Linked DNA regions of Mus musculus: all the other regions are linked to region 1. The links are chromatin contacts, called in public HiChIP or PLAC-seq and promoter capture Hi-C maps. All regions are on one chromosome and are shown on one strand. Each heading gives the region's core, a stretch centred on a gene start, on an enhancer-like site or on the middle of the called end of the contact. The rest is flanking DNA. Distances are from core to core; before and after follow the strand shown. Region 1 holds the start of Plekha5 (pleckstrin homology domain containing, family A member 5). Region 2 has its middle 79 kb from the start of Gm30056. Region 3 has its middle 76 kb from the start of Gm38917. Region 4 has its middle 56 kb from the start of Gm38917. Region 5 has its middle 21 kb from the start of Gm38917.

Evidence for each region. Promoter capture Hi-C pulls out the DNA fragments that hold promoters and counts their contacts. HiChIP or PLAC-seq counts read pairs in DNA pulled down with a chosen protein or histone mark.
Region 2: an H3K4me3 HiChIP or PLAC-seq map of intestinal crypt epithelium shows a contact between it and region 1, with 6 read pairs. The contact joins the enhancer-like site here to the promoter of Plekha5 in region 1. A contact is called at or near these places in 4 of 39 promoter capture datasets (embryonic stem cells, liver and trophoblast stem cells), 6 of 484 Hi-C or Micro-C datasets (the N1E-115 cell line, epidermal suprabasal cells, liver and 2 more), 13 of 115 datasets of contacts at active chromatin or transcription factors (the SCID.adh cell line, craniofacial prominence, embryonic forebrain and 9 more) and 2 of 9 other capture datasets (adipose tissue and pancreatic islet).
Region 3: a contact with region 1 is called in an H3K4me3 HiChIP or PLAC-seq map of embryonic stem cells, with 47 read pairs. The contact joins the enhancer-like site here to the promoter of Plekha5 in region 1. A contact is called at or near these places in 6 of 39 promoter capture datasets (hippocampal neurons, liver, maxillary cranial neural crest and 2 more), 12 of 484 Hi-C or Micro-C datasets (cerebral cortex, cortical neurons, embryonic stem cells and 6 more), 17 of 115 datasets of contacts at active chromatin or transcription factors (craniofacial prominence, embryonic forebrain, embryonic limb bud and 7 more) and 2 of 9 other capture datasets (adipose tissue and embryonic stem cells).
Region 4: a promoter capture Hi-C map of liver shows a contact between it and region 1. The contact joins the enhancer-like site here to the promoter of Plekha5 in region 1. A contact is called at or near these places in 4 of 39 promoter capture datasets (embryonic stem cells, hippocampal neurons and liver), 3 of 484 Hi-C or Micro-C datasets (liver, nephron progenitors and uterus), 8 of 115 datasets of contacts at active chromatin or transcription factors (the SCID.adh cell line, embryonic stem cells, fetal liver and 3 more) and 1 of 9 other capture datasets (embryonic stem cells).
Region 5: a promoter capture Hi-C map of liver shows a contact between it and region 1. The contact joins the enhancer-like site here to the promoter of Plekha5 in region 1. A contact is called at or near these places in 13 of 39 promoter capture datasets (embryonic stem cells, frontonasal cranial neural crest, hippocampal neurons and 3 more), 1 of 15 datasets of contacts at CTCF or cohesin (embryonic stem cells), 19 of 484 Hi-C or Micro-C datasets (cortical neurons, embryonic stem cells, extraembryonic ectoderm and 6 more), 14 of 115 datasets of contacts at active chromatin or transcription factors (the SCID.adh cell line, embryonic forebrain, embryonic limb bud and 4 more) and 1 of 9 other capture datasets (embryonic stem cells).

What each region holds. Positions count from the first base shown.
Region 1 is chr6:140,422,277-140,426,252 of GRCm38.p6, reverse strand. Plekha5 (pleckstrin homology domain containing, family A member 5) reads right to left here and starts at 2,154. Exons shown (of 31, transcript NM_144920.3): 1 at 1,997-2,154; 2 at 1,797-1,876. The coding sequence starts at 2,088.
Region 2 is chr6:140,178,101-140,182,076 of GRCm38.p6, reverse strand. No RefSeq gene overlaps it. Among named protein-coding and RNA genes, the nearest start is that of Gm30056, 79 kb to the right of the region's middle. Within about 2 kb of position 2,221, at least 8 of the 459 cell types and tissues checked have an H3K27ac peak or open chromatin away from gene starts, as enhancers often do. A contact at or near this core is called in the N1E-115 cell line and intestinal crypt epithelium, where this site is marked.
Region 3 is chr6:140,207,581-140,211,556 of GRCm38.p6, reverse strand. No RefSeq gene overlaps it. Among named protein-coding and RNA genes, the nearest start is that of Gm38917, 76 kb to the left of the region's middle. Within about 2 kb of position 1,781, at least 23 of the 459 cell types and tissues checked have an H3K27ac peak or open chromatin away from gene starts, as enhancers often do. A contact at or near this core is called in cortical neurons, embryonic stem cells, hippocampal neurons and 2 more, where this site is marked.
Region 4 is chr6:140,227,329-140,231,304 of GRCm38.p6, reverse strand. No RefSeq gene overlaps it. Among named protein-coding and RNA genes, the nearest start is that of Gm38917, 56 kb to the left of the region's middle. Within about 2 kb of position 1,899, at least 15 of the 459 cell types and tissues checked have an H3K27ac peak or open chromatin away from gene starts, as enhancers often do. A contact at or near this core is called in liver and uterus, where this site is marked.
Region 5 is chr6:140,263,230-140,267,205 of GRCm38.p6, reverse strand. No RefSeq gene overlaps it. Among named protein-coding and RNA genes, the nearest start is that of Gm38917, 21 kb to the left of the region's middle. Within about 2 kb of position 2,200, at least 10 of the 459 cell types and tissues checked have an H3K27ac peak or open chromatin away from gene starts, as enhancers often do. A contact at or near this core is called in liver and stem cell-derived epiblast-like cells, where this site is marked.

The sequences.
Region 1 (3,976 bases), core at 905-3,404:
GTCAGGGTGGGAAAGGATCAGCTGTGATATCCCAAAGGCAAAGTCTTCGAGCCCTGGTAAAACACCCATCACTGACTGCACAAACCCCAAATGGGCAGCATTTTGCCTTTTTAGGTATATCTTGTTTATTCAAAACCCTATTTTTCAATTCGAATCCATTTAGGTTTCTTCTACCATGAAAGGAACGCAAGCCTTCAATTAGTGGAAAACTGACTGAATCCTTACACACGAGTTTCAACACACTTGACCTGAAGAGAGGTGGGGTTTCAAGTGAGCGACTGCATCTTTATGTGCCACTTATGTGCCACAGGCCACTTATGTGCCACTTATGATGACAAGAGCTTTGGATTTAATCACAGCATCTCCAGAATGAAAAGGCACACATGTGTGCACAGAACGGGAGCCCAAGCAAAGTAAATCAAACAAGAATAAATAAATAGATAAATGCGAAATCACATCATAGAATAAAATATTTCCGGCATGTGACTGCTATTTTTTAATCTGTGAGGGTAATTCGAAGACATTCGTGTCATACGTAATCAAAATAGGCCTGAGATAATGCCATAAAACATTTGGGCTAAATTCTTTTAACCCTATATTGTCTTCCATGAAATAAACGTGCCCATATCCACAAGGGTAACGAGGCTATCAAAGTTGCAAATGCGTACAGTAAACAGGCTGAAGCTAAAGAGTGCAGAGAGTTAGGAAACATGACGGTTTATTAGTCAGAAATGCCCTAAAAATGTAACCTCATCATGCCTGCTACAGCAGCCTTCCCTTTCCTCCTCCACACTTGTGCAAATTTGGACACATTATTAGTCACTTCACTGAACTCCAGCGTTTAGCAGAAAAGGCAGGTTTGTTCACCCTTCTGGCAACTTTAATAGGAGATCCTCAGAACCTCGGAGCTGGCGAGAAAAGTACCCAGAGGGAGAGACAGAACTGGGCCTCACCTTCGACCCAACTGTTCTCAAGCCTTTGCAGTCACCCGGAATAGAGGCGGGCCAGTATGAGAACTCACGTTACGTTTCAGGCAAACAAGTTGGGTGAATGTAAACAAAGAATGACAAAAGAAAGCCAGACCAGCACTGAAACCACCACAAGCCCTCCTCCAGCTCAACTCATGCTAAACATTCAAGAAAGCTATCAAAGCAACCCGAGATGCATTTCCTCGTGGAACTGGGGCCCGAAGGCCCCCCACGCGGGACCGCCCTGGCTCGCCCACCGCCTGCTGGTGGTACGTGGAGCTTGGCTGCGGCTACCGGGGACTTTTGAGCCGGGATCACTGGCTGCGGCGCCCGCTCCAGCGTCCTAACTCCAGCGGCTACTCGGGTAGCAGGAGGGGACTCACCGGTGTTTGGATCACATGGTGGGGGGGCACCGCAGCACCCCTAACTCTTCCATCAGTCACCTACCCACAGTCCCACTTAGGAGAAGTAGGAGGTGGTGGAGGAGGAAGCTGCTTGGCAGAAAGCAGTTCTCTGGGGAGCAGGGCGAGGATGCGGGACCGTCTCACCGCAGGGGTGCTGGGATGCGGGGAGCAAAGGGGAGCGGGTGAGGACTTCCTAAAGGGTGCTGGAGGCGGAGACGGGGGCGATCCGGGGTAGAGGGGCGTCGCCCATCCTCGGGGGGCGTCCGGGAAAGGATGGGGACCAGGGCGCCAGGAAGAGGGCGCCGTCTCCAAGCGCTGATGAAAAGGCGGAGAAGAATAGGCGCCCCGGGACTCAGTCGCGCGGAGCCCGGAGCCCCTCCAACCCCGCCAGGTGGCCCGGAGCCGCAGCCCCGGCCGGCCCTACCTGTGCTCTGCCGCCGGTGCCCGGTGACCACGGCCTCGCCGGTGACCGGGTGTAGCCAGGTGGTGCTCTTGGCCTCCTCGCTGCAGGGAAGAGAAGGGACAGGCGCTGAGCGGCGCGAGGGGCGACCCACGGGGGCCCCCGGCCCGCTCGCTCCCACCGCTCCCCCCAGCCGCCCGGCGGCGCCTCCCCCGCCCGCTCACTTGATGAAGAAGACGCGGCCGCCCCTAGTGATCCCGTACGTCCAGGAGCGCGGCAGCGAGCAGATCCACTCCAGGTTCAGGTCGGCCGCCATGTCTGCTCCCCGGCCGCCGCCGCCGCCGCCTTGTGCTGCCGCCGCCGCTGAGGAAGGAGGGCGCGAGCGAGCGAGCGAGCGAGCGAGCGAAAGGAGCGCAGGGCGCGCGGCCCGGCCCGAGCGCGCCCCCGCGGCCGCCCTACCCCCTCGGGCGGCGCCCTCCCCGCCGCCCCGGCTGAGTCCGGCCTGCGTCGCCGCCCCTCGGCATCCTCCGCGGCCGGCCGCCGGCCCGCGCTGCGCTCGCTCGCTCGCTCGCTCGGAGGCTGGGCGAAGCGGCGCCGCGCCCCCGCCAAAGCCCTCCCCCGTGCCCCGCCCGCGCCGCGCGAAGGTTCCGGGGTCGGGTCCCGCCGGCGCCCGCCCGGAGGGCTGGGCTCCGAACCTGTGAGGTTTTGAATCAGCTACTGCCTGCCTAGCCCGGGGCTTCTCTGGGAGACGCCGGGCGTTGAAATGGAAAACTGCTTTTGGGAAAGGCTTTTCTGGTGTGTGGCGTGCCAAATAAAGGAGGGTCCGCGAGTGAGCTCGGACCACTGAAATGGGACTGATTCAGACTTAAGGTCTTTTTGTTACTGGTGGTTTTTTTTTTTTCCTTTCTAAGCTTCTGAGCCATATAATAGTTTAGAAAATAAAAACTTGCCTTTTCCTTTCTTAAAAAAGATGCACTTGATTATCAACGTGAATTTCTAGGCTCCCAATCTCTCTCATTTATTACAAGGGCAACTTAACTTTACGGAGTCCTTGGGGTGGTGGACATTTAAATCCCTTCGAACTATGATTGTCTCCGTTTCACTGAGAGGGGCAAAGAAACGTAAAGGAACAAAGGTGATTGTGCCCAGGGTTATGGTGAAAAATGGCAAAGTCTGAATTCAAATCGCCTATAGATTTCCAAGAGTCTACTCGAATGAATACGTTGCTGTATAGTATTTTTAATGCCTTGGCACCCCCGGCCCCCTTGTCCTTTGAACAAAGGAAGGGTTCACTGCTAGTAAGACCTCCCTTGCACCAGTAAAGAGCGCTATGCTTGCTCCTTACTGCCCCTGGTCCTTCATCATCACTCTTGGAATTGTCTCCATGGCTTTGCAGCAAATGACTCATCCCAGAGGAAACACAGTTCAATAATAACAGTACAACTTGGCATTCTCGAAGCACCTTTTTTTTTTTTTTCCCTGACCAGTTTGGATGCTTCTGAGGCATTCTCTCATTCATCTTCCCAAGTAACTGAAATAAGTAAATGATGCTTTTCAACCTTTAAGGAAACCAAGGCACAGGGAGGGTGAATGCCCTTGGCCAAAGCTCCTGATGAGCGTGCATTTTCATTGGCTTTTCCTCCTATCTCCTGATTCCCCAAGGCCATACGTCTCTGGTGAAACGGAGACTGCAATTACTGCTATAATTTTCCTGTCCATCTGCATATACAGGAGGAAAAAAAAATACCATCGCTGTAATGTTTTCTCTTTTGGGTTCGTTTGTATTCTGCTCCCTCATTTCAGTCCTTATTACTTTTTGACATCTTATCTCCTACCCAGTCTCTGGAAAATATGACTTTTTTTTTTTTTTAATCAATGAATAGCTGGCAGGAAATGTCCCACATTAGCATCAGTGGTCACTGGCACAGCACAGCAAGTATAAGAAGAGCTGTTGACTCTCTGTTATCATTACAAACTTAAAAGTCTCCCAAATGCCACAATAGCTTATGAATCTAGTGCTTGGTAGTCCTGCTGAGGGATTTGGATGTTTGCATACCACCGAGAAGTCTATACGTTGACTGTGTGCTGTGCTCGGCTTCTATTTAGCTCTGGATCTTTGGATACTACAAGATGTGTTCACAGAAAGCACATCTCAAAAGTCAATATAGATTAACTTATGTATCTTTCAAAATCGCAACCAAAGG
Region 2 (3,976 bases), core at 972-3,471, 240 kb after region 1:
AATTATTCCCTTGAAATTTTCATGGATTCTAAGTGTAGTAAAAACTATCCAGATGGAAAGCTGATGTTAAGCTAGAAGATATCCTGCATACTGACAGTGTGAGAAAGCCTATCTACTGCCAGGAAACTTACTACCGATGGGTAGTGGGGTCAGCAACCTGTTCTGGAAGATTGCTTCTTTTTATCTGTATGTGGGTCTGCACTCGTGTGTGTGCACCACACAGCACAGTGGGTCTGCATTCGTGTGTGTGCACCACACAGCACAGTGGGTCTGCACTCGTGTGTGTGCACCACACAGCACAGTGGGTCTGCACTCGTGTGTGTGCACCACACAGCACAGTGGGTCTGCACTCGTGTGTGTGCACCACGCAGCACAGTGGGTCTGCACTCGTGTGTGTGCACCACGCAGCACAGTGGGTCTGCACTCGTGTGTGTGCACCACGCAGCACAGTGGGTCTGCACTCGTGTGTGTGCACCACGCAGCACAGTGGGTCTGCACTCGTGTGTGTGCACCACGCAGCACAGTGGGTCTGCACTCGTGTGTGTGCACCACACAGCACAGGAGTCACAGAGGCCACCCAAGGCCACCACCTCCCCTGAAGCTGGAGTTAGGGATGGTTTCGAGGCACCCTGCAGGTGCTGGCATCTGAATCTGGGTCTGCAGTGTGAGCATCGAGTGCTTCTAACTAACCACTGAGCTAGTTCTCCAGCCCTAAAGTGGGAGAAGTGTATGTGAAAAAGGTAGCGAGGAGACTGATGGCGGTAAATCACGTAACAACTGTGCTGTAGTGGTCAATCCACAGATTATGCACACGTATCTGTCACAAGCAACAGAGATTCTTGATTTTGCAAATTTGGAATGAGTACTGTGTAATGTTGAACATGGAAACCTTATTTTTGATATATGTAAATATTCTGGAGTTAGTTTAGGAAAAACAATGACAATCACAACAGCTTAGAAAATTATGTATCCAGACATAAGCACAAACTCTTTTAGGTCCACGTAAACCTGTCTACAGTTTTCTTTCCGTGTAAGTGAACTGTATGGAATTCAGTCTCAGAGCACAGTTGAGAAGGACTCACACAGCCATGTTTGTTGAATTTCTTCAGTACTAGTTTGCGTTGCTATATCAAAGTGCGTGAGACTGAGTGGTTTATAAAGAACATACATTGATTGCTCACCTTTCTATAGCACAGAAGGCCAAGATCAAAGATGCCCATTAGTTCAGTGTGGTGAGGTCTGCTTCTTCTGAAGGGGAGACGCTGTGCCATCAGATTGGGACAGAGGGAAGGCTGAGAAGAGATGACTTCCTGCCAAGCCTTTTGTAGGCATCCAGTCTTACTCTGAGAAAGGAGCCTACCCTGCTCGGTTGTCTCCTCCCCTCCCCTCATGTTGACAGCATCTGAGTTTTGGAGGGAGCCATGCTTAAAACACAGTGACCTTCAACTCTGTGGGACTAACATTTTATAACAAGGTATAGGCTTCTAAGATGCCCCTTGTTTTCAATCTGTCACCAACTCCTGTTGTCTATCTGTCACCAACTCTCGTGGTTGCCACAGCCAAGGGGAGAAATTCACTCACCCTCTCTCTCATTCAACACAAATCTATGAATCAACGTATTCAAGGAACGCATAGGCTGGCTGAACCAATGGGTGAATGAAGACAGTAAAGTCTCAGACGACAGCGGAGTCACACAGAGGATGGGAAGGACTGAGATTAACCAGAAATAAAGCAGGGATAGTGAAGGATCCCGGTCTCCCAAAGACTTGCCCTAAAATGGTAGCAGAGAAACACTTGAAGGCACCTGGGTAAGTTAGTAAGAAACACAGTACAGAGTGCAGTTGTGTATAAGGAAATGGGCGGGGTAATTTGATAAGCTTTAATTATATCCCAACCCCAAAGCAGAGTTCTTCTATGAAGACAGATTGCAAGAGGGGAGGGGTAGAGGCTAGAGATGAATTTTTGCCCTGCTGTGATTCACCCTTCATCCAGATCAAGGTTGGCTTGGCTCCCACACCTAGGCCAGCTGTGTCTCCACCCACTGGGGGAAGAGGGGAGTCAAGGCAATTACCCTGCTAATTTATCTGAAAAAGACAAAATTGCAGAAGAGTTTTCTCATTTCCCCCTTAATTATCTAGGTGGGGGTCCACTGTGATTAAGTTTCCGAAGGAATCGTCTTCCGTCTTCCTTTTGCATCTCTGCCTAGGAGCTCTTTCTTCTCTGCACTGAGATCTACTTTCTAGTAAACACTGTTCTAATAGTGCAAGCTGATAATTTAGCCACACAGACACTGTGGATCACAGAAGCCACATCCCCTACCACACAGAGATAAATTCCAGGCCTACATTAATTCTGCTTTCACATGCTCTGTTTCCTATGTGTCAATTCCAGAGTGGACTTTAGTAAGATTCTCTGCTCTTTGATGGAAGAACCATTCCAGATATTTCTCAGTTTCTCACTTTAACCTCCATTGCACTTAAAAAAGCTTATTTTATTTTATTTTATTTCTTTAAAGAGTGAAACTCAGACTGGCCTTGGATTCACTATATAGCAGAAGAAGGCTTTGAACTCTGGGTCTCCTGTCTCTATCTCCAAATGCTGAGATAAGAAGCATGCTCCTCCACGTATGTGTTACACAGTCCTGGGGACTAAACCCAGGGCTTCACACATGCTCTTAGACACTCTAGCAACTGTGTCATGTCCCAGGGCCTACATAACAGTAAAAATATTTACTATTGTGTATATATTAGCTGTATATGTGATTATGGGCTCACGTGTGGGTCAGAGGACAACTTTCAAGATGGATCTTCTTCTACTGTGGAATCTGGGGATCAACTCAGGTTGTCAGGTTGCATGACAAACATTTTTATCCACTGAGCCACGTTGCTGGCACTGTTTTTAATAAAATACATCTGAAATATATAAAGAATTCCCATGTGGTGTTTATTATTTTGATTTCTCTTACAACTGGGTCTTACTATGTAGCCTAGGCTGTCCTGGAACTCAGTCCCTAGTCAGCCTCTGCAGTGGAGAGTTTACTAGTTTGTACCTGTGCATGGCGCTACTCTGTTAGGCAAGGTTGGTAGGGATGGTGCTCTGTGTCCTGCGGAGCACATTCTAACCCTGTCATGCCACAGTCCAGATAGCAGACGCAAAGCCAGGTAAGGCAGGCAGTCCTGAGCAGCTGTAACAATTCAGTTCCTTAGGTTGCTAGACTGATGTCCCTCAACAGTTACTCTGCAACAGTACTGAATAAGTGAGAGAAGATAACGAGAGGGATCTATTTTAATTAATTAAGATAACCACCAGAAAGTCAGGCTTGACTTGTAATTTCCAGAAAACATAAAGGAAAATCCCAAACACATGACCCACAGGTGCAACTTCCTCAGGAGGCAAAGTCTGCTAGGCGGGGGCCTCAAGGGTGTCCAGGCTCCGCAAATCCCCTCATCCGGGCACCTTTCGGGGAGCGTTATTCCTTCCACCTATCAGCACTTATCTCAGAGAGGAGCTTAAGTACCAACACGGTTCTGTGTTTTGCTCCTTTCCTCTAACCCAAAGTGACCCTTGAAATGGCCCCTCTGTGCCGTTGCCCTCACTCCCTGTGGTCTGGCTCACAGCGCTTGTGATATGAAAAAGTTTGAATCAGCCACTTTTCAGCACAGGCCTGACCCCAGGTGCTCCCAAATGATTGTAATATCTTGAGCTCAGTCGAAAGCGTCCCCTAACCTTTGGTGATGGCTTTCTGCAGAGGCTCAATACAGAAACGGAGGAGGAAGGGCCGCGTGGGTTGTAATTACTCCCCCTTTCTTCCCAGGCTCTACCCGAGAAGACTGATCCACACCCACGGTGAAAGTCTCTGGGGGAACTATTGCAGGTGTGCGCAGTCTTTGGACTTCCAGAGGTCAAATTATCAGGAACAAATAACCGGTAGCCACTAGAAAAGCGGCGTTTAGCTTTCTTTATAAAAATTTGCATT
Region 3 (3,976 bases), core at 532-3,031, 210 kb after region 1:
GGTCTTGGTTAAAGTTGGTCTTGTGGACTGTCTAGTTTTATGTTAACTTGACACCAGCCAGAGCCATTTTGGAACGGGGAAACTCAGCTGAGAAAAACGCCCTGACAAGACCGGCCTGTGTGCAAGCCTGTGGTGGTGCATTTTCTGCATTGATGAATGATCCCAGAGAGCCCAGGAGACCCCCCCCCCACCCCACCCGGGGCTGGTGCTCCTGGGTGCTGTAAGAAAGCAGGTTGAGCAAGCCAGTAAGCAGTGTTCCTCTACATCAGTTCCTGCCTCCAGGCTCTGGCCTTGACTTTCTCTTAGTGATTAACTGTGATGGGGAAGTGTAAGCCAAATAAGTTCTTTCCTCACAAAGTTGCTTTTGGTCAAGGTGTTTCATCAGGTCGATAGAAACCTAAGATAGAGAGTGAATAAAGGCTTTCAAAAATGGGTTGTTCCTCCCTCCCAGGCTCAGGGAGTATCACAGAAGACAATCCAGAAAAAGAGCAAAACAGAGGGGTAGAGGTGTTCCTCCCCACCCCCACGTAAGGGCCTGGCACCACTGCTCTGCTCTTAAATTCATTAAAGTGCAGACTACCTACACAAGGATGGGCTTGTCCACTCCTGTCTTGGAGGAAGAGGGGCTCTCTAGGTCCTGCTCCTTCTGGGATTTGTAAACAGTTGCTAGAGGTGGGCAAGGCATGTTCTTCAGTTAGGTACCATGGTCCTATAAATGACTTCTCGCTTGCACTAGTATAGGTAACTCCAGTTATATATCCTGGTATACACACACATGCGAACATGAACACACATGCATGTGCACCGATACACACACATGCATGCACACACATGGGTACACACAAGGGTGTACACATGCACGTGTGCACACACACACAGGCACACACATGCACACACACATGTAGACACACATGCACACAACTCGCATGAGAACACAGTGAGGCTTAGTGAGGAAGAGAGCCAGTGGGAGGGAACAAGAAGGCAATCAGGACTGCGAATATGATCAGAACACATTATATACACAGATGAAGATGTTCCAATGAAATTCGTTAACATGTGTAATGAACATGTGCTAATAGAAAACTTGGGGTGAGAAGAGTGGTTTGTTAGAAGGTAAAGCTACGCTGACTGTTTGACTCACTATCTGCGCAGCAGGCTCCTTTCCACTTCTCAGCTGTTTGGTGGCGCACTGAGGGATCCACATGAGAGTGCTAGAACGATGGTGTTTGGGCTCCGTACAGAACCCAGACAAACTGCTAAGGCTACCATATATAGCCCTCCATCTCAGGAGCTTTGCCATAGCAACAGGAAATTGGCCTATGTTCACCTGTTCTTTCATTCCTATAATTTTTTAAAAAAATTGTCTCATGGTAGGAATGAGCAAGCAGTTTATATTTTTTAAGGCAGATTTTTAGTGTCCCCATGGAAATTTTTCTTTTTTAGCGTAAGGCAATGGGGACTAACTAACCTCATTCCCAAGTAAAGGGGAAGAAAAATGCTGTGGTTGCCAACAGTCCTTGCTGAAGGAGCCATTTTCTCTAGGTGTCTTCACTATTTAAATGTTGGAGGTGAGGCAGGTTAATTCCTGCTGGCTTTCAGTCTAGGCCCTGCCTCCGCAGTTACCTGGCAACAGCCAGGTGTGCCTGACTCACTGTAAAAGGGGCTGCTTGCCCCCTTCTCACTCTCTTGCTTTCTTTTCCTGTACTCTCTCTCCATTCCCCTCCCCCAATATGCTGATGGCCAGCCTCTATTCTCTACTCTCTCCCTCTCTTTGCCTTTCTCTGCCTCTACTCCCCTCTCCCCTCCCCTCCCTATTCCCTGAATAAACTCTATTCTATACTATACCATTGTATGGCTGGTCCCTCAGGAGGAAGGGATGCCTCAGCAAGGGCCTGGAAAGGCACCCCCTTCCCCCACACCTGACTATACCTCCACCACACACATCCCTTCTCTCTATCTTTTTATAAAACACAACAACTCCACTAATTTGTTTATTTTTAAATTGTGTGTCTGTGTGGGCATGTGCGTGCCCGTGGAGTCCGGACAAGCATGTTGGATCCCCTGCAGCTGGAATTACAGGCAGTTGTGAGCATGGTCTCTCCTGGCTGTCATCCCTGGCGATCCTTCATTTTCTTAAGGTTTGCTTGTACGCCTGTCTGTGGCGGCAGTGAGATGGTAGCGGCCCTCAGCTATGAGCTTGGGAGTGTTTCTCATCCACGTGCTCATGAGACAACCCTGTCACGGCGATGGATGGCCAGGCTAGAGCACGCTGAGTGTCGTCTCACTACTGACTGAGAACACTGGACTGACAGTTGGCTCCGCATTCTTAGAGGATGAGAAACACACGGGCAGAAGCTGGAGACAGCTGTGCCCCGTTATCCATTTCTCGGTTATCCCTGTCACGAGCTCTCCAGAACTGAGTTGGGTGAGCTTCATGGTCATCCCTCTTTCTCTAGGCTCTTTACAAAATATACTATACTGTAACATTTCGTTAATTCCTTGAGAATCTCATACATGCATACAATGTATTTTCATATTTACCTTCACCCCTCTCCCTAACTCCCCCCAGATCCACCTCTTGCCTGCTCCCATCTTGGTATCTCCTCTTTTTTAAAAAGTATCTAACCTGACGAGTCTCATTTGTACTATATATATATATATATACAAATTATATATATATATATATATATATATATATATATATATATATATATATTCTTTTCCTTGGGTGTGTGACTATTCATTGGTATTCACTGGAGTTGGGTGATGGGCCAGGGGCCACACTTGTAAAGACAACTGACTGCCTCCTGGAGAAGCCATCAACTATCAATAGATCCTCAGCCAGGAGTGTATGCTTGTGGACTCTGCTCTGTTCCATCTCTAGGTCTTCTTGCCAACCAGGAAGAGGTCTGAAGGAAACTCTGGGTGGTGGCAGCATGCCAGGCAGTCTTGTTTGCAAGCAAATTTGACATGGCAGCTATAGCTTATTGTCCTTGCAGTTGCCCTGAATATGCCAGAGGAAAGAGCTGTGTAAACAGCCCGAGGAACCAATGGCACAACTCAGAGCACACTGCAGCCCTGCAGACACCATGACAGGGCTCTGATTTACTACTGGCTTGAAGAAATGACTGTTACCTTGAGTTCCGAATTACCACATCCCGAGGGCATTCTTTGGCATTCTATCCAGGCTGCTAACCAAGTCTTCCACACTTCATTTATGGGATCTGACACTATCACAGACTCCAGCAGTATAGCTGTAGGCTCTAGTAAACTCCTAAATTAAAAGGCAACCCAGTCAAGGGTATTTTGATGTCCAGGGATTTGCACGCAGCTCCCACTAGGATTAGAGCCAAGTCCCTTCTGACTTACTGAAATTAATGCAGAGCTTTCTATCTTAGCTCCGTGCTTTGCATGGGCAATAGAAGAGGAGGTTTGAGTGGGCCAGGCACTTTAAGGATGCTCCATTTTCCTCCAGGAAGCACCTTACATATGTAACGCAGTAGTCTAAAGAAAGCATAAAGATGCTATATTGACACTGCTTCAGAAATTGTGAGGCTTGAGCTATGAAAGAAGTTGAGGTTCAAACGCAATCTTTGTTCATTACTAGATATTTGTTACTAGAGGGGAATTTTCTTTTCACTTTCATTGGTCATTGTTCTAGTTTTATTCCGCAGTAGTGACAAAGGTCATTGCCAAAAGGAACTGAGGGATGCAAGGGTTTGTTTGGCTTGTGCCTTTGGTCATGTTCAGCATGGCAGGGAGTCAGGGAAGGAGCTCGTGGTAGGAATCTGGAACAGGAACTGTGATGGAATGCGGCCTGCTGCTTCCCCCCACAAGCTCATGCTTAGTTATTTTTCTTTATAGTAATTAAAAAAATTCTATGCATAAGTGTTCTGCTTGCATGGATCTATATGGACCAGATGTGGCAGTACTCATGGAAACCAGTAGAGGGTGTTGAATCCCCGGGAAATGGAGT
Region 4 (3,976 bases), core at 650-3,149, 190 kb after region 1:
AAGAGTTTTCAAATATTTTTCTCTCATTCTGTATGTTGTCTCTTCAGTTGTTAATCGTTTCCTTGGTTGTGTGGATTTTTAGGGAATCCCATTTGCCGGGTTTTGCTTTTGGGATCAAGCCAAGATACGTTTGCCCAGGGTAATGTTCTGAAACATTTGCACTGTATTTTCTTCAAGCAGCTTTGGTTTAATTCTTTGATTCATTCTGAGCCGTTCAACAGTGAGAGGAAGGACCTAGGTCCTTTCTGCTGTGTATGGATATCACTGCATTCTTGCTGCCTTTGTATGCAAGTGTGTGGATTTATTTCCAGAACCATGGGGGCCACTTTTCTGATTCTGTCAGCTTCCGAGAGCTAAGCCACTTAGGGGAAGCTCTCTTGGTGTTTGCTGGGGTCATGAGAAGGTGGCTATGGCTACCTGGTTGGTTTGCAGAGGTGGGCCAGCAGAGTCCTATGGGTAGCTTTCAGCTGCTGCTTCACAGAACCCTGGAGGGCATTTCAAGATGGCTCCACATTAAGAGCTGAGGGGCTGGGGCACAGTATGGGTTGGTAGATGGTCTTTGTGACCAAGTTTAAAACTGGAGAATCATTGTGCAGATGATATGTCATCTCTCGTTCCCATCTCTGCTAGCAAACCATTAGGTTGGAGAGCCACAAACTGCCATGACTGGTTGGGCTTTTCCTGAGGCTCTGTTGGTCTAAGGCTGGCTAAGGCTCAATTTTCACACAGAAACTCCAGGAACTCTGCTCTGGATATCTGTCTCCAATCCTGCCAAGTCAGTTTAAAGAAAGGACATCCTTGGGAGTCATTCCAGTTTCTATGGACTTAGCAATATTTTACACAGCACGGTGTTCCAAACTTCATTTGTCCTGTGTAAGGATGTTCTGTTGGATCCTCCACAGAGGGGTATTAGAAGCAAAAAGCTTTCTCACATCACATTTGAGCACAGTATTTTTGGGTGTTTATATAGCTGGTGAGTTAAGTTCATTTTAGGCAAATTCTAATTTTCTATATCTGTCTATTTATTCTGTCTATCTATCTATCTATCAATCTATCTATCATCTATCTATCTCTATGTACCTATCATCTATCCATTTATCATTTATTTTCTATCATGTCATTGTTTTGGTAACTTTTTAAATTATAATGCTATTTTATAATTTTAATAGTGAACAGATACAGGGCTGGGGAACTGGCTCAGCAGTTAAGAGTGTGTTCTGCTTTTGTACAGGACCTGAGTTCACTTTCCAGCACACACATTGGGTGGCTCACAACCATCTATCACTCCAACTTCAAGGAATGACCCGTCCATTCTGGACTCCTAGGGCACCTGCATTCAAGTATGCGTACCCCTCCCCCATGCATGAAATTAAAAATAAATCTTTAAAGTCATGAACAGATGCTTAGTACTTATTGTTTTTCCATCACAAACTCCACACACACACACACACACACACATATACACACATACATCAACATTTTCACATATCCAGAAAAAAAAAAAAAAGGGCACATAGGCTAAAAAATAGGTATAGGAAGAGTTGCTTGCTGTTTTCCTCCCAGACATCCTGAACACATGGATATTAAAAGTTAGATAAAGAGATGGGGTCTTAACAAGGAGGAAGGCCATGTGGAAGCAGGGAGATAAGAAGGATTACTGGATTAAACAGAAGATCATCAGGGAACACGCATGGCTTCTGCAAATAGGAGATGTAACAGCAGATGCCTTTCTGAGGCATGAGTTCCTCACCAATCGAGAAAAGCCACAGCAGCGAGAGGCTCCGAAGCCACTGAGTGGAGGAGCGCAGATCCTGAGAGATGGCCCAGGACCTACAGGGCCTACAGCGCCTAGTAAACACACAGGAAACGCCTTTCTAGGAACCTGGCCAGCTCGCCCAAAGGCTGAGTGCTTCAGCAAAGCTAGGAAAATATTTCAGGCGTGCTACCAGTGCCTCTGAAACAAACAATGCCACAAACTTGAAAAAGAAAAAAACAAAATCTCCAGGCTGAAACAGACTTTTCCATTACACTAATTATCTCTGTGCTGTGCTTAACAGCGGCTCGAGCTAATATTTTATTTTCATACGCACGTGTTGGTTTGAATGAGACGTTGTCTTTCTAGCTCCCAAGGAGATTTTGGTGGTTTGAAGTTTTATCTAAGTATGCCAGTCGGACAGTGCTCTGTACTACCTCCCAAGGGATGCTAAGGCAATGAGACATGTCCTTTCTCTGTCCTTGGTTTACTCTTTAGCAAATTGGAGAGAAGTAATTAAGCTGCCACGTTTAGGATATGTGAGAGGCAAACAAAGGGTATTGGATTTGTATTTATGCATTTGATGAGCGAACCCAGTTGACAGGCAGCGAGCAGCCAGGGTTACAGAGCCCTGTGCTGATCAAACGTAAGCGAGTGCTTATTTATGGGTGGTGGGATTAGCTGTGAATTTCACTTTCATCATTGCTGTCCTTTAAAACCCAACAAAAATTATCCGCTAATAAGTTAATAATCCCTAAATTGATTAGCATTAAGCATTTAGCAGGGAAACCACCATAGCCCTTACAGGTTAGGGATTAAAACGTTGTCTTTTAATTTGTGGCTCCAAGAGACATCACATCCTTTTGTCTGTGAATGCAAAGGTGAAGAGTTAATCACAGATTTGCCTTCCTGAGGGTTAGAGGCGTTAAATCCTCGCAACAGGTATGGTGTACACTGCACTGTAATAGGAAAAGCACAGCTTTGACCAGAGTGATAATAGCAACAGCCGTGTATGCAAAGTATTTTTAAAATGTGTGCTCTCTGAAGAGTTCACAGTGGTCACACCTCTCCAGTTTTTGCAGAAAACAAGATGCAGTTTGAAGCAAGTTGTTCCTGATACCATTTGTAGGGCTGGGGAGATGGTTCAGCTGGGAAGATCCCATAATGCATTTGAGCAGCTGAGTTCAGATTCCCAGAGCCAATGTAAAAAGGCTGGGTACGTGCCAGTGCACCTGTGACCCCAGTGCAGAGGGAGAGGGAACAGAATCAGGGGCTTGCTGGCTGCCAGCTGAGTTCCAGGTTCAGTGAGAGACTAACTCAAGGGGTTAAAGCAAAAAATGATAGAGTAGGTAACACAACATCTTCCTCTGTGTGTGTGTCACACACACCTGTGTACACATATGCATATACACCACACACGCATACAGATTACAGTCAAACTCTTCAGCATCATGAAGTCTTTAACAGTTTCTGGGTAGACTCAAAGGCGGAATGAGTCTCTCTATTTCTATATAGAATCAGTAGGCCACTATCTCTCTTTCAGATTTACTGAGAACTGCCAAGTTAAAACTATGCAAATGGTGAGTTGGGAATCAAATCCAAACCTAATGCCAGAGTGCACACAGTTGACCATGTGGCTTTAGTATGACTATGTATATATGTATATATGTATATAGTATATATGCAATCCCATCATCCTTTGGACCTAGGTACCATTTTGTTTCATTTTAATTCTTTTGGGACAAGGTCTCATGTAGGTCATGTTGGTCTATGGCTTGCTATGTAGGCAAGGATGATTGTGAATTTCTGATCTCCCTGCTTTTATTTCTCGAGCGCTACCACCTAGTTTATGTGGTGCTAGGGATCAAACCTAGGGCTTCACTCATGACATGCAGGCACATAATCAACTGAACTACATTCCTGGCATGTAATGTATGTAATACACACACACACACACACACACACACTTATTTTAAAATTTTATTCTAGGCAGGACTATAGAGATGACTTAGCAGTTAAAATAATGTATACTGCATTTGAGTTTGGTTCCCAGCACCCATGTCAGGCAGCTCAGCACTGTAAACGCTAACTCCAGGCAAACCCAATGCCTCTGTCCTGTCTGGGCACCTGCAGACACATGCACATACGTCTCCCTCCCTCTCAACACACACATTTAAATGAATACTAATAAAAGTCAAAAGTACCTTTACATTAAAGTCATTA
Region 5 (3,976 bases), core at 951-3,450, 160 kb after region 1:
TAGGTGCTGTCACTGTTGAGAGGTTAGATGTCCTCTTCCCAGTGTGTTACTGGTTCACAATGGAGTCTGGAGAGTATTCCCTGAGTCTCCTGGGCTCTAGTGTCCCAGAACAAAGATGTGGATGAGGAACACACAGGCAGTGATGGAAACAGCGGCGGTTTAATAGGTGTGAGAAAAGGATGCCTGGCATTAGAGTGGGCTGGAGAAGGGACTGGTCCGAGTCTGAGAAGTCCCAGGATCCTTTTCTGAGAGACCTCATGGGCTCTTCCTCACAAGTGCTCTTTTGTTACACAGTCCTGTGGGGAGAAGTTTCCTTTTTCTCTGCCAACTAGTTTCTTAATTTTTTTACTCTTTCTTTAAACATTTTAAAGATTATATCTTCGAGAATTTCATACAGAGTATTTTTTAATTATAATCGCTCCTCCAACTCTTTATTTCCCCCTACTTCACATCCTCTTCTTTAAAATTTAAGAATCCATTTACTCTTAATTTGTGCTCTGGATGCTCTGGGTGTGGGGTCATCCATTGAGGTGCGACTGACCCACCACGAGCCACATTCTTAATTAACTTTCCCTCCTCATAAGCCATCAGGTGTCCACAGTTCTGCATTTAGTGGTGAGGGCTGGGGACCGCCTTCTCACTCCACTCTGGAATATTCTCGGACTTCATTCTGTGCAGACAGCAGCAGCTGCTGTGTGGCATCCTGGCACATCCAAAGACGAATCACTATGGTCCCCCCCAGACATATGGCTCTTACACTCTTTCTACTCCCTCTTCTGTGATGGTCCCCAAGCCTTGTGGAGAAGGCTAGGATATAGATCTTCCGTTTGTGGCTGAGCTCTCCACAGTCATGTATTTTTCCCATAGGTCCCAGCCCTGGCTTTTCTGATGTGGTATCAATGCACCTATCTTCTCAGATGTTTTCAGCCTATGTTGTTTAAGGCTTACCCTTCTGCTTTTAGGAATAAGTTATTAGCCATTGCCTCCTGGATGATGTTGGACAGGTACGTTCGTGCCCAGTGAGGCAAAGTCTCATCCAATCTCTGCAGTTGTGTTCAAATGGAGCCAAAGAGCAAGACACAGCCTAGATGCCACTGTCTTACACAGTATGGAGTAGCTCAGAACAGTGTGCCATCTGACCCCGACACCCATCTTTCAGATACTGACATGGGATTGGTTTAAATAGAAGAGCCGTGCATAATTAAGCAGTCCTGGTCAAGGGCGGGTCCCATTCATTATTGGCCCATCATTGCTTTGGCTCTGGTTCTATCTGGTCACCGGTTGCTGCAGATTTTCAGCTCTTAATCTCTGGCATTACTTTAGGAGATCAGTCTGTTCTTACCAGATGGTCCCTTTTGGTCCAGGGAACAACCAGACCTCAAGGAAAATTGTCCTCATCTTGGGAGGGTGGTTTTGTTCTGCCTAGAACCTGAAGTAGCTACAAGTGTAAGATGAAAACTTACACTCGTGCCTTCAACCTTGAAGAAGGGTGAGGTAGCTCAGGTGGGCTAGACTAGGATGAATTAGAATCAAACAGAAGTTTGAGCCAAAGTCCAGATGGTAAATACAGAATGAAAGCAGAGATTCCAGGATCGCGTTCTATTATTTGGTTACCTTGCATGACCAAGAGAGAACTCAATGCTTTTTTACTCAATGCTTTTTTTATTTTATTTTGTTGCAAAAGCATCTTCTTCTTCTTCTTCTTCTTCTTCTCCTCTGTTTCAGGAACTAATGGATGAGTCAGTGGTTAGGGGCACTTCCTGCTCTTCCATTCCTGTTCTCAGTTGAGGTGATGATGAATTGTTGCTCCAGTTCCTGGGGAGTCTGATGCCCCCAGCCTCCTCAGAGTAACTATTTCAAAAGGACAAATCAAGTCAGAAAGGCAGAAGCCCCAAGGTGGGCTGAGATCACTCTGGTCTATTCTGCAGAAGTACCATATAAATTTTATCACAGGCCAAATAAGCAAGACTTTGGGAAAATGTGGAGTCTGAATTTCAGGGGATGGTAGCCATAAGCCAGAGCAAGATTTCCATGCAAAGGGTTGAACTGCGGTGGCTCTCATAATAACAGCTGCCAGGGGCTGGTTCTGGTCAGAAAAACAAAAAGTCTGAGAGGCAGATGTTTTAGGTCCCTCTTCTCTCCATGTCAGGCAGTAGTTTTATTTGGACTATTGGGTACTGATCTTTCTCCATGGTAACAGGATTAGGCAAGCCTTGGTTTCCTGGAGAAACGACAGGAACCAGGCAAAAAGCCTATATTCGAATTTGTACCTTCAGAGTTAACCCAAAACTCCTGTGACTGAATCTCAGAAAAAAAAATGTTGTGTCTTACGTTACTCTTCTACTGCTGTGAAGAGACACAATGACCAAAGCAATTTATAAAAGAAAGCATTTAAGGGGGCTTGCTTACACTTTCAGAGGGTTAGAGTCCACGACCTAACCAGGAACATGACTTCAGGCAGGCATGATATGAAAGCAGAAGCTTCGAGCTTACATCTGATCCACAATCAGGAGGCAGGGGGAGCTAGCTGGGAATGTCATAGGCTTTCAAAACCTCAAAGGCAGCAGAAGGGTCGGGTGGCTGGTGACTTTGACTTTGTGCATAGTCAGGAAGCAGAGAGAGGTGAGTTCAGGTGCTCAGTTCACACTCTCCTCTTAACTCAGTTCCAAACTCCAGCTCATAGGGTGGAGGCTCTAGCATTCAAGATGGATCATTCCACCACAACTCACCCAGTTCAGAAATCCCTTCAGGGGCATGCTTAGAGGTTTGTCTCCTAGGTAATTCTAGAGCCTACACTGTAACTATTACACTTACATTTATTGAATGGATGTCAGTCAGAAAATGAGCAGGTCTTGGTTGAGTTCTTATAAATACAGCAAGGAGGTTAGATAGCAGGGAGAATAAGACTAAGAGCCAAGGGTGTATTTGTAATGAAAATTTGGGAAGGAAAACACTGGATTGGTTACATTGCTCTTACAAAGACTAAAGCTAGGTGTTGGCTGGTGACAAGAACAGACAACAGGGCTTAGGAAGTGCCTGCTGTTTCTGGGTTAGCTGGGCTGAATAGTCTTGTTTATGTGTAAGCAGAGCATGGCTGCCTGGTGGCCAACTGTGACTGGATTTAAGTCAAGGTGTCAAGCTACATCAAACGGTCTTTTGTTGGTCTGGCCTAAAGCTGTTGGTTCATCCCTTACCTCCTGTAGCCTCTGTCCTCTAATCCTTGTCTTTAAATTTAGGACTTCTTGTCTCAGAAAGCTTCCTCTCTCAAAAACTTCACAATGTGCCTTAAATTTCAATACAGGACCACTGTGGGAGAACACTCAAGACCACATTGAAAGCATGGATTCTATCTTCTTAAGTTTTAGTCTTGGAGCACACAAGTTAAACAGAAAAGAGATGGGTCAGCAAGATGAAAAATAGATTTTTTTATTCCCATATGCATGTAGATCTTCACAGCAAAATGACTGAGGAGGTAGTGAGGATGTGGGGTGGGGGTACTGTGTGCCTGGGGAGCAGATGATTTCTTAGGAGAGAGCTCGGTGAAGGGCCCGATGGGAAGAAAAACGACCTTTTAGGAAAATGTACTTTTTAGATAGAACAGAAGGTGTTCCAGTTTCATTTTTGTTGTGGTAACAAATAACTTGATTGTGACGAACTGTAGGGGGAGAAAGGGTTATTTGGCTTACAATTCCAGGATTCTGTCCATCACTGAGCAAAGTCAAAGCAGAAACTCAAGGCAGGACCTTGAAGGTAGGCCTACTGCGTGACCAAGGAACTCACTTTACAGTCAAAGAAATTCCATAGGAACCATGGAAGGCGATGCTTGCTAGCTGGCCATAAGGTCAGCTTGTATGGAGTTAGGTTTTGTATACAGTTCAGGACCAACTACCAGAGGATGGTATTGCTCATAGAAGGTTGGGTTCTCCTACATCGGTTAATAGTCAAGACAGTCTGCCTCAGACATGCTCACAGACCA